2 separate regions of the Mus musculus genome follow, and region 1 is linked to region 2. The links are chromatin contacts, called in public Hi-C maps. All regions are on one chromosome and are shown on one strand. Each heading gives the region's core, a stretch centred on a gene start, on an enhancer-like site or on the middle of the called end of the contact. The rest is flanking DNA. Distances are from core to core; before and after follow the strand shown.

Region 1 (5,354 bases), core at 1,446-3,945, 120 kb before region 2:
CTTCCCTGCTAACATCCTGAGAGGCAAGGAGGTTCCAAGGTGCGTTTAGCTGGTACCCAAAGAAGCTGCTGGCCAATAAAGTGGCTGTCAAAGCCATGATCTCTTAATGCTCACTTTCATGAACCTGCTAAGTGGAGCCCACAAATGCTGGCGGCCTCATAGATGCTTCCTGGCACTTGCCTGTAGATGCCTAACAGAGACCTGGATAAAATATTTAATACAAGGGACCTCATTTTAGCTCTTCTGGAAGCACTGAGACAGTAGCAAAGATGTGTGACAGGCTCAGTGGTACATACCCCTTTACCCCTCTGTCATTCATTAAGCAACCGAGCCAGCCTTAGTGATGTTTAGCTGTCTGGGAAAACACCTGGCAAAAAAAGAATGCTTATGCAGGGACAGAAAAATCACTGTGCCTGCTCCCCTGAAGAAATACCTACCTAGCATCAGACTAACCCAGGCTTCATTGATCAGACAGCCCTACTTTCATCTTCTTAGGGGGCGAGGAATGAGGGTCCCTGGGGATCACACAGCCACCTCCCACTTCATATTTTAGCAGGGATAAGATCTGACAGACAACAGCCTCCGAGCATGGAGGACATGTGACTTCTCAGTAATGGGAATTGGGGGAGGGAGCTAACAGCTCCTAAGCCTCCTCCCAGGGTCTTATTGTCCTTAACACACTGAATTGTAAATTAAGGAAAGACCAAACAAGTAGCTGGGAAGCTCTGTGGAAATATTTAACCCGAGCTTGGTACTGTGAGTAAAAAGCTTTGCTAACAGCACAGTTGTGCTGTCGCTGGGAAAGGCCCTTGGGAGCTCCAATGTCCCATTAACCAAAGCTCAGTGCTGGCTAGGAACACGCATGGTACAGTTCATCCCACCACGCAGCAATCTCATCAGTCAGACTGCCAAACCTCAAGGACTGCTAGACATAGAAAGAAGGTGGTGGGAGACGTGGGTACCAAATCCCTATGAAGTCCTGGACTCAGGAGAGACTGGGTGCATCCTCTGTGAAGTTGAACTTCAACAGGCCATCTGGACTTGGCTGATGGAGAGCCTGTTCCATGTCAGGTGGAACAGAAGGTGGCAGGGGGAAATCAGCCTCAACTGTGCTCTTCCTTACAGTGACCAGCAGAATATTATTGTTCCTCCTCCTCCCCCTCCTCCTCTACCTTCCCCCCCCCCCTCCTCCTCCCCCGCTCCTCCTCCTTCTTGCTGTAGGTGAAACTCAAACAGCCTTAGCCTCCACTTCAGTGCAGCCCTCTGCAGAATGGCCATTAGCTGCAGGAGATGCACCTGGAGCCACCCAAGCTGCACTAAGGATGGACGGACACTAGAGGGCGAAGACTGGCACATTCCCTAGCCCTCCAGGGACACCCCTTTCAATTTCTAAACTAGTCAAGAAAGCATAGTAGGTCTAAACCAGAGCTTCTCAATGAGTGGGTCCCAGCTCCTTAGGGATTGCAGGACCCTTCATAGGGGTTGCCTAACACTATTGGAAAACACATATATTTACATTAAGATTTGTAATGGTAACAAAATTTATAGTTATAAAGTAGCAAAAAAAATAATTTCATGGTTGCGGGTCACCATGACATGAGGAACTGTATTAAAGGGTCGCAGCATTAGAAGACTGAAAAATACTAGTCTAAATTCAAGTAAGTCCTTAGGGTAAAATATATAGGATTTGGGCCCATTTGGAATACAATGGGTTAGAACCAACAGGCTGTGGACATTGTTCACCCCATTTCTCTTTCCTCTTCCCATGTGGTTGTAAGAAAATATCATATTATATATGAACGTAGCTGTCATCGTATTTCTGTGGACAGCACTGGGCAGTACCAAGGACTCTGGAGCTGATGCCACCACACAGGGATCCTATTCACAGCAATTAGCATCCTATGGCATCCGGTGATCACTTTACTCACTGATACAGGGAGTGAGAGATAATGAGTTCCCATCCCACAGTCCTCCTCAGGTCCACAGACCTAGGCTGCAGTGATACTTGGACCTCTCTGGAGAAGCCAGCCTGACCCCAGCCATGGAGGCTGAAGGCTACAGTGAGAGAGGTACCCTCCTCTTCTGAGTGGGACAACACACAGCTACACAGTGAGATCTATGGGAGGGAGGATAGGGTATTACTGGGTACCAGCATGCAACCTCAGCCTGCCATCTGAGCCACAGTCCCATGTCAAGGCACTGTCACTGCAAACCCTTCCTGACTCCCAAGCTACACCCCAAGAGCTCAAACTCCCAACTCCCCAGAGCATCAATGACTGTTTTGTTGTTCTTGTTGTTGTTGTTGTTGTTTTATAAAGGCAGCAGAGCGATTGAAATGACTCCCTGGGTAAAGGCACCAGGCACCAAGCCTGATGACTTGAGTTTAAGCCTGAGAACTCACGTGGTAGGAGGAGAGAACTGAATCCCAGAGGCTGTGTCCTCTGACGTACATTCACTGGATCACTTGCCCATCACACACAAATTAATCCATATGCATAAAACTTAAGCAACAAGGTAAAAGTGCAATGTAAAAGGAGAAAGAGGGGCAGCTGGCAAGACTGCACGGAAAGCCCCACCCTGCACTGCCAGACCTCTCTCCCTCTGCTCTTTCCCAAGCCCGAGAGGCCCCACAAGAGTTGGGGAACCAGAGGAGGTGGAGAAAAGAACAGGAAATCCCAAGAACTTTTTTCTTAACAGAAACTGCTACTATAACAGGAAGGGAGCCATGTGGGTGACTTCTCCTCACTAAGCTAGGCTCATCTGGGTCACACCCACTCCAGTCACCCAGGAAGCTCCTACTCACACCCTGCAGCCTGTTCAGACACAAACATCCCACCACTCCTTGGGGGCAGATTTCCCAGACTCCATGGCCACTCTCCCCAACATCCTGAATGGCATTTCTGACCTTCTGTTAAGACTTACACTTGTGGACATCACTACTGTGTTTTTTCCCCTCTTTGGACCCTGGTAAGTCTGTTTCAGCCCCAGGGTCTCTGCATCTGCAGTTCCTCCACCTCTCTGCCCTTCTTGCTGTCTGTTTCAGAGAGGGTCAGTCCTTGGGTGTATGTGCTTTCTCTTGGAAGAAACCTCTAGGATTAGCATCAATTCTCATCTACCTTCAGACTCTGGTCCTGCGTTGTTCAGAGCACTTCCTCAGATCAGACACTGAACTCCCTTTTCGTGTGTGTGTGTGTGTGTGTGTGTGTGTGTGTTACACACTATATTAGAGTTTTACTGCTGTGAACAGATACCATGACCAACCATGGCAACTCTTACAAAGGACAGCATTTCATTGGGGCTGGCTTACAGGTTCAGAGGTTCAGTCCATTATCATCAAGGAGGGAACATGGCATCATCCAGGCAGGCATGGCGCAGGAGGAACTGAGAGTTCTACGTCTTCATCTGAAAGCTGCTAGCAGAATACTGACTTCCAGGCAGCTAGGATAAGGGTCTTAAAGCTCACACCCACAGTGACATGCCTACTCTCACAAGGTCACACTTACTCTAACAGGGCCACACGTAATAGTGCCAATCCCTGGGCCAAGCATATACAAACCATCACACACACCCTCATGCACACACACATGTACCCTCATGCACACACACATGCACCTTTATACACATACACACAGGCATGCTTTCCCATGCAGGATATAGAGGTTGACATGAGAATGTTTTTTCCTTCTTTTTGCTTTCTTTACTCTGCTCTTCTCCCAAGACAGGGTTTCTCTCTGTAGCCCTGGCTATCCTGGAACTCACTCTGTAGACCAGGCTGGCCTCAAACTCACAGAGACCCACCTGCCTCTTTCCTGCGTGCTGGGGTTGAAGGTGTGTGCTACCACTGCCCAGATATCTTTTTCTTTTTAAAAAAGTTTTAAAATTTTCTATTGACATGTATGTCTGTATGTATGTATGCCACGTGCTTAGAGAGGCGGGAAGAAGTCAAGGCTCTGGAATTGAAGTTACTGGTGGCTCACAGAGCCAGATGTGTGTGCTGTTAACTGAATTCAGGTTCTCTGGAAGAGAGTACTTGTTCGTAAGCAGAGAGCCAGCTCTACAGGCCTCAGAGTCCTGCCCCTGTTTTTGAGTCAGGGCCTCTCTCTGAACCTAGAGAGTACTATTCACCATTTTGTCTAGACTAGACGGCCAGAATGACCCTAGAATTGGCTCCTGTTGTCTCTATCCCACAGTGCCAGGGTCACAGCAAACAAGGACATATGTGGCGCTTTACACAGGTGCTGGGGATCTGAACCCAGGTCCTTATGCTTACACACAGGGAGCACTCCACCTCTCAGACTGCGGCTTCCTGCATTTCTGCATTTAATACTTTGCCACCATGAACCCGCACAGTGCCCCAAAACAAGGCAGGGTACACACACTGTTTATAACTGTGAATCGGGGCTGCATGACATTTCAAAGACTCAGCATGAGGCCCAAGAGACTCTTCCTATCCTGAAGGCTCAAACACTTTGTGACCTCCAGGGTTAGGGACTCAGGAAGGAATGTGAGGGATGTGGGTGAATTAGTCTTCTAGAAAGCTCCATTCTGGCACAATAGTGACAGTAGAATAGGCACTCAGGAATGTGTCACACCAGGGGTATTCACTTGCCGGATGCTGATGTCCCTCCTTTTGGACAGCAATCTAGCTATGGGGTCCCAAGTAAGGCTTTTTGTTCCCTCCCATGAGGTCATTATCATCAAAGATGCTCATCACCAGACCAGACCTTTTACAGGCCCCTGCTTCTGTATGGGACCAGCAGGACATCTGGGCAGCCAGTTCCCAGCGGTGGATGGGGGAAAGCAAAAAGCAATGTGTGGGTGTGTGCCAGGGCCAGAGCTAAGGAGAACTCACTGCCCTGCAGCACACAACAGCTGCCCAATGAGGAAGTGATAGTATCCCCACAGGGACAGAGGTCAGCCAGCTAACATGGAGCACAACCAAGACGACCAACCCAAGCAGACTAGGAACTGGCAATGGGGATAGCTGGAAAGACATGAAAGACAGGGCAGATCCAGGCCCTCACGTTCCTCACCTAATGTCCAGCTTTATAGAAACCTTAGGGAATTAGCAAGTCAAAATATCAGGATACAATCGATGCTTGACTATACAGTAGAAGCTCAAGGCTGAGCCAGAGGGACAGACACCTGTGTTATACACTCTTCTTCCTGTGGGCTGAGTCCACACCTGTGGTTTTGAGACAGGGTCTCATGTATCCCAGGCTGGACACTGAACTCATTATGTAAAGGACGATGACCTTGAACTCCTGATCCTCCTGCCTCGATTTCCCAAGGGCTGGGGTTAGAGCCATGCACCACCACATGCATTTGTGGTGCACTTAGGGACAGACTTTAGA
Region 2 (5,750 bases), core at 1,359-3,858:
CTGGTAGCTGGAATACCCAGATTTCTCAGAAATCCAGAAAGGGTATTTTCAAAGATAACTGACCTTCATGAGAAAGGACCCCAAGGAACCAGCCCTGGTCGGAGTAGGTCATGTTCACAGGTCAATGATTCCGAAGTCTATGGTAACTCTGGGTCTTCTAGAACCTATGGCATCTACAGGGTTTCCTCATGAAGTTGCCAGATATGAATTGGAAACTTCTAGAACGTTCAGAGTTTTCAAGAGAGGGCAAAGGAAATCAAGACCAGATACCCAGGCAATCTTCTTGATAATTCTAAGTCACTAAGCAAATCCACAGAGAAAGGGTCCATTTGCTGACCTGGAACTTCATCCCAGGATGGCCCAGGTGGGTAAAGGGTAAAGGGGAGAGGTGACATGTGACATAGAAAGACCACAATCACAGGAATACACTGTATGCATGCATGAACACAGAGGGGAGAGAGATGGAGGGAGGGAGGGAGAGATAAGGAAGAGAGAGATTTCTACTGTTACCCAAAATAGTTTCTGAAAGTCCTTTATCTATGATTTGCTATGAAAATCTATTTTACAAATGACACTACATATTTAGAAACAAGGCAGAGGGGCCCCAGGCTACAGGGAACACTTACAGACACCAGAGAGACATTGTTTCTTTCCCAGCATCCTTTGCTAACAGATATGAAGAACAAGCATAATTTCTATGTTCAAACGTACCTGGATGCCTTGTGCAAATGGATACAAAAAATAGTGTAGTGTGTTTGCCTAAAGCAGGAAGCAAGGACACTTGTGGGTGTCAGGCAGGTCACAGGGAACCCCTTAGTGCCCCCCCCCCATTCAGGAATCTCTGCCACCAGGGCTGCTGAGTGAAAATGAGAGAAACATTTTATTAAGCCATTCAAGATCAGCGCCAAGCACACCATCAAGCTCTGAGCCTGCCCAGTCACACCCAGGCAGAGGGTGGATGGGCTGGCTGTTCATGGTAGTAATAAAGAGTCCAGCCTCATCATATGCAATACCCATTAAAGAAACACAGCTAGAACTAAGCCTACTAGCTCCACCTAGACCTTTTCTTTGAACTGCAGGCAGACGAGAACCCCCAGGACCTGGCCAAGAACAGACTGCAGCTAATATGAAGATATGGCTCCATCCTGTAAGTTCTCAAAATTGTAAGAGGTCAGCCTACCCGCCAATGACTATACTATACTGAACTCCTCCCACCTTTAGCTCTGGCTCCAAAGTCAGCTGCCACAGCTCAGAGGCCTGTGGCAGTGGAGTAGGCCTGTAGGTAGGGGAAGGGAAGGGCAGGATGTTTTTGTCTTCAGGGTAGGGATCTGGGTTCCTGACCCTTCATTAGTTTTTTGTACAGTATATCTCCCTCCCCCTTCCCCAAACCACCCCTCAGATCCCCTACCCCCACCCCCAGTCGCACCCCTACCCACCCTACAGAAGAATAACTGACACCAAAGGTACCTGAGTGGAGAGTTCTGAGGCCCGTGAATGTTCCTTACTTGGAAAAAAACCTATGCAATGGTGACCAAATCAAGGATGCTGTGATGGAGAGATTATCGGGGTGGGCAGAGTGTGTACCCCCATGCGGGAGAACAAGAAGACTGTACCAGAGAGAAGGCTTGAAGATGCTTGCATGTGCTTTGGAGTCAATGAAGGAGAAGCTTGTGAGCCAAGAGCCATAGAAACGAATGCACCACCGGTGCCTCCTGCCATGATTAACTGCATCCCCAAAGTTCCTGTGCAGGATTCTATGTCAAGCCCAGCAACATGGCAGCAAAGTAGACAAATGGGTGAGAGCAGGAGGCAGGAAACCACTGAAGATCCATGAAAGGCAAGCCAGTTGACCCCTGCGACCACAGAGTTCAGGATGTCAGGGCCTGAGAGGGCAAGGTCTTGTTCATTTGGAGAGTACAACATCCTGACACTTCGGAAGTTCTGTGACAGCAGTCAGCCTTCTGAGTAATGTCCTGGCCCTAGAGACACCGCCCCCCCCCCAAAAAAAAACCCTGCTGAACACAAGTGGTGTCATTCCCTCACACCCCTCCCTTCCTGCTGACCACAGAAAGCTCAAACCTTTGGGAAACAAGAGTGCCTCCCTACACTTCCTCAGAACTCAAGGCCAGCAGTGTCTTCATGCCCCTGAGGGCTCTTGATTCCACAGCACTTTGATGGTAGCCTCAAGCCACTGGTTAGCCTGACCCTGGAACCTGAGTAAAACCACATTAGACCCACCTGCAACTGGACCCTCCCTCAGCTGGCTTGGAGTTAGAGCCCCTCCTTGCCAACCTTTCCCCAAGTCTTGTGGTCCTTCAGTAACCAGCCAGAGGTTTAAACAAGGCCAAACACAAACGTCAGAGGATATATGAAATCCATATTTTTGGAGGAGGAACCTGTTTTCTGAAATAGTTTGTAACATTTAAACAGTAGAATCTGCAGGTAGAAGGATGTTTACAACAAATGCCGGCATGATGAAAAGGCAGAGTGGTTTAGATCTCACTTAGATGAGTAATTTCTTGATGCTTTTGGCCTTCCTACTAAGGGCTGAATACCAGCAGTCACATGCTTGATAGAATGCGTAAAGAAACAGGAAACAGAAAACACGGGTGAACTGGAGTCCAGACCAACCCTGCCCTCCCCAGCTCTAATGTGAGGTGCTCACGCCTAATGTGAATCCTGCCAGCAGCTTCCTGTTCAATCAAAAAGTAAGCATGAGGCTTTCAATCCCAGCACTTGGGAGGCAGAGGCAGGTGGTTCTCTGTGAATTCAAGACCAGTCTGGTTGACATAGCAAATTCTAGGTCAGTCAGAGGCATATACAGTGATGCCTTTTCTCAAACAAACAACATAAATAGGTTTGAGGAAGTGGGTAAAGCGCTTGCGACAAATGGGCGCCTAAGTTTGGATCCCAGCAAGGAAGTGAAAGGCCTGCTGTGGGAGATTATGCCTGTAACCCCAGGATCCCAGCACTGGGGAGGCAGAGGCAGGAGGACCTCTGGGGTTCACTGGCCAGTCATTGTAGCCAAATTGGAGAGATCCAGGTTTAGTGATAGAACTTGTCTTAAGACACTAAGATGGAGAGACCATAGAGGAAAACACCTGTCCTAGTTTCCTTCTTGCTGGGGACAGAAGAGTTCATCTCATCTTCAACTTCCAGGTCACAGGGAAGTCAGGTCAGGAACCTGTTGCAGAAACTATGGAGGAACGCTACTTGCTGGCTAACTCAGATTCTTGCTTAGGTAGCTTTCTTATACAACCCAACATTACCTGCCTAGGGATGGTACTGCCCGTGGTGGTGGTGGGCTGGCTCCTACACCAATTAGTAATCAATCTCCACAGGCCAATCTGCTCTAGGCAATTCCTCAACTGAGACTCTCCTGTCAGTCAACTGTTGACTGTTTAATTTACAATTAAAGCTAATTTAAGTTAAAGCAAAGTTACAATTAAAGCTAATCCTAACCTCAAATTCCTCTCTCACACATTCAAGTACATGTGAATATATGTGAACATGTGTACATCCAACACACACACACAAACAAACAAACAAACAAACAAACAAAGAACAAATAGATTTAATGAAAGAACAGCCTTCATTCAAGATAAAAATGTCAGCTGCCCACCTTCTATGTCCTAGGCTCAGGGACATGCCTTTAACCTGACCCAGACTTCCAGGCCCTTGAGTTTTATTGCTTCAGTGGTCTCAGAGAGGGGTCTGCTAAAGGAGCTCTACTCAGGTCACTCCTCTGATCCCTGTACCCTTGGACATGAATTTTCAGTCTCCAGAATGAGGTTGTGTTCTTGGTTCAAGGCTCCAAAGAGGGCCCCTTCACATAGGTTTTTTTTTTTTTTTTTAACACTGCTCTCAAACCTCTCTGGCTTCAGATTCATGAAGACATCATATCTACATTTGAAAAAACCTAGTGGGGAAACCCCCACTCAAGCCCCAAGTCGACGCACACCCAAAGAATCACAAGAAACCGTCTTGATGCAAACATGAGAGGTAGTTTAATGACAGAGCTCCGGGCCAACACGTATCTCACACAGGAGACAGGGGTGTCGACCCCGAGGCTCAGAAGCTAGGGGTTTATATAGGAAAATAGTGGGGGTAGGGGAAGAATTGGCGTGGCTTCACACAATTGGACAGTTTAAACATCAGCAAACTGTACGTTCAGAGCGAGGTAACAGCAGAGCATCTGGTTAACATTTAACTCATGTCAGAAGGGCGGGAGATAGGAAGGCGCCGGGCCAGTCCGGACATTCTTGTATGTCTTCCCCATCTTTATGGCTAGTTGGTTCCTGGGATGACTTTACAGCCTTTGTTCTTTGCTCTAGGCCCAAAAAGCCCTCCTAACTAGCAAGCCACATGAGTCATGGACCTTGAATTTTAATTTTCTTTCACAGTCTCATACATCATCTCCACAGACTCACCCATCACCTCCACAGTTTCACCCATCACTGCCACAGACTCATCCATCACCTTCACAGACTCATCCATCTCTTCCACACTCATCCATTGCTTCCACAGACTTCATGTTTTTTTAATTTTCCCCACTTTGGTTCTCTCAAAGCAAGACCTAGTATGACTCAAACTGGAAGCTGACTACTAAAGCCATTAACATTAACCTTTCTCTCTTGAGCACATTTTCCAGGCTTCCTTGCAGTTCTGTGTGGACCTGAGACCAAAGGAGCTTAGGAAAATTGAGCAGAGTATTTACTGCTCTTCGATGACTATATACCATAAACATCATCCCCTATTCCTCCATTCCTTCTAGCTTTTTCTTTCTAATGGGTGAACTTGGGAGATACCTTTTAAATAGATAGTACCACAAGATGCAAGAAACAAAGGCAGGGGAATGTGGCTCAATGGTAGATTTGCTTGCCTATTATGTACAAAGCCCTGGGTTCGCTCCTTAATACTTTAAGAAAACAATAAAACAAAATTTAAAAAGCAACCTTTGATTGTTAATCTCAACTGTCAACTTCATGAGATCTAGAATCACCTGGGAGATGGATCTCTGGGTATGGGATCTATGGGGGATTATCTTGTTTAGATTAATGGAGGTGAGAATATCTACCCACTGTGGGCAGCACCATTCCCTGGGCTAGGATCCTGGATTGCATAAAAAAAAAAGAGAGATGGCTGGTATACATCCACTGCTCTCTTCTTCCTGGCTTGGGACCTGAGGAGTCCTGCTGGCAAGTTGAGAGGACCCTCTCTTGTTGTCTTGGTTTTTTCATCCTAGCTGTAAATGCTTCGTAAATATAGGATTTCCACAATAAGTTCATTTACAAAGAAATGTCCAGTACTGTCTGATTTTACCAGAGAAGTCTTAGAATCCTACCACCAAAGCCCATTTTTATTTGGAAAATCTAAAATAAAATAAGAGGGTGTTGGCCTCAGACCTGAGTGGTCTGTTTCCCTCCCATCACATTTGCTTTTTGAGGCACTCCAGGTTTTGATCAATAAACCCCAGGTCTGTATTCTCAGCAGAGTGCAGGCCATAGAGATTTTACTACAAAATCAACAAGAATGTCTCCAGGCAATTGGAGGGCTGTGAAAAGAAAATGTCAAAAAGAACTATAGGAAGAGGGGACAGGGAATCCGGGAAATGGAAGAGAGGTGGGTGTGCTTCACCAACAGGGACATATTACGCAGGGCTTCACGGAAACGGATCCAGTTTAAAAGGTGATAATTTGTTCCACTGTGATCACAGGACTTAAGGCGGATGAAAGCTCTTTATGCTCCTA

What was found. Hi-C and Micro-C count contacts between places; a contact is called where the count stands out from the background.
Region 1: a contact with region 2 is called in a Hi-C map of bone marrow-derived macrophages, with 2.6 times the contacts expected there. The contact joins two enhancer-like sites. A contact is called at or near these places in 1 of 15 datasets of contacts at CTCF or cohesin (CD8 T cells), 64 of 484 Hi-C or Micro-C datasets (the AML12 cell line, B cells, the C2C12 cell line and 38 more), 7 of 115 datasets of contacts at active chromatin or transcription factors (CD8 T cells, bone marrow-derived dendritic cells, bone marrow-derived macrophages and 3 more) and 2 of 9 other capture datasets (liver and macrophages).

What each region holds. Positions count from the first base shown.
Region 1 is chr12:17,774,527-17,779,880 of GRCm38.p6, reverse strand. The region is part of intron 2 of Hpcal1 (hippocalcin-like 1); the gene reads right to left. Among named protein-coding and RNA genes, the nearest start is that of Gm40312, 38 kb to the left of the region's middle. Within about 2 kb of position 2,695, at least 10 of the 459 cell types and tissues checked have an H3K27ac peak or open chromatin away from gene starts, as enhancers often do. A contact at or near this core is called in bone marrow-derived macrophages and macrophages, where this site is marked.
Region 2 is chr12:17,654,844-17,660,593 of GRCm38.p6, reverse strand. No RefSeq gene overlaps it. Among named protein-coding and RNA genes, the nearest start is that of Gm29864, 17 kb to the left of the region's middle. Within about 2 kb of position 2,608, at least 32 of the 459 cell types and tissues checked have an H3K27ac peak or open chromatin away from gene starts, as enhancers often do. A contact at or near this core is called in bone marrow-derived macrophages and macrophages, where this site is marked.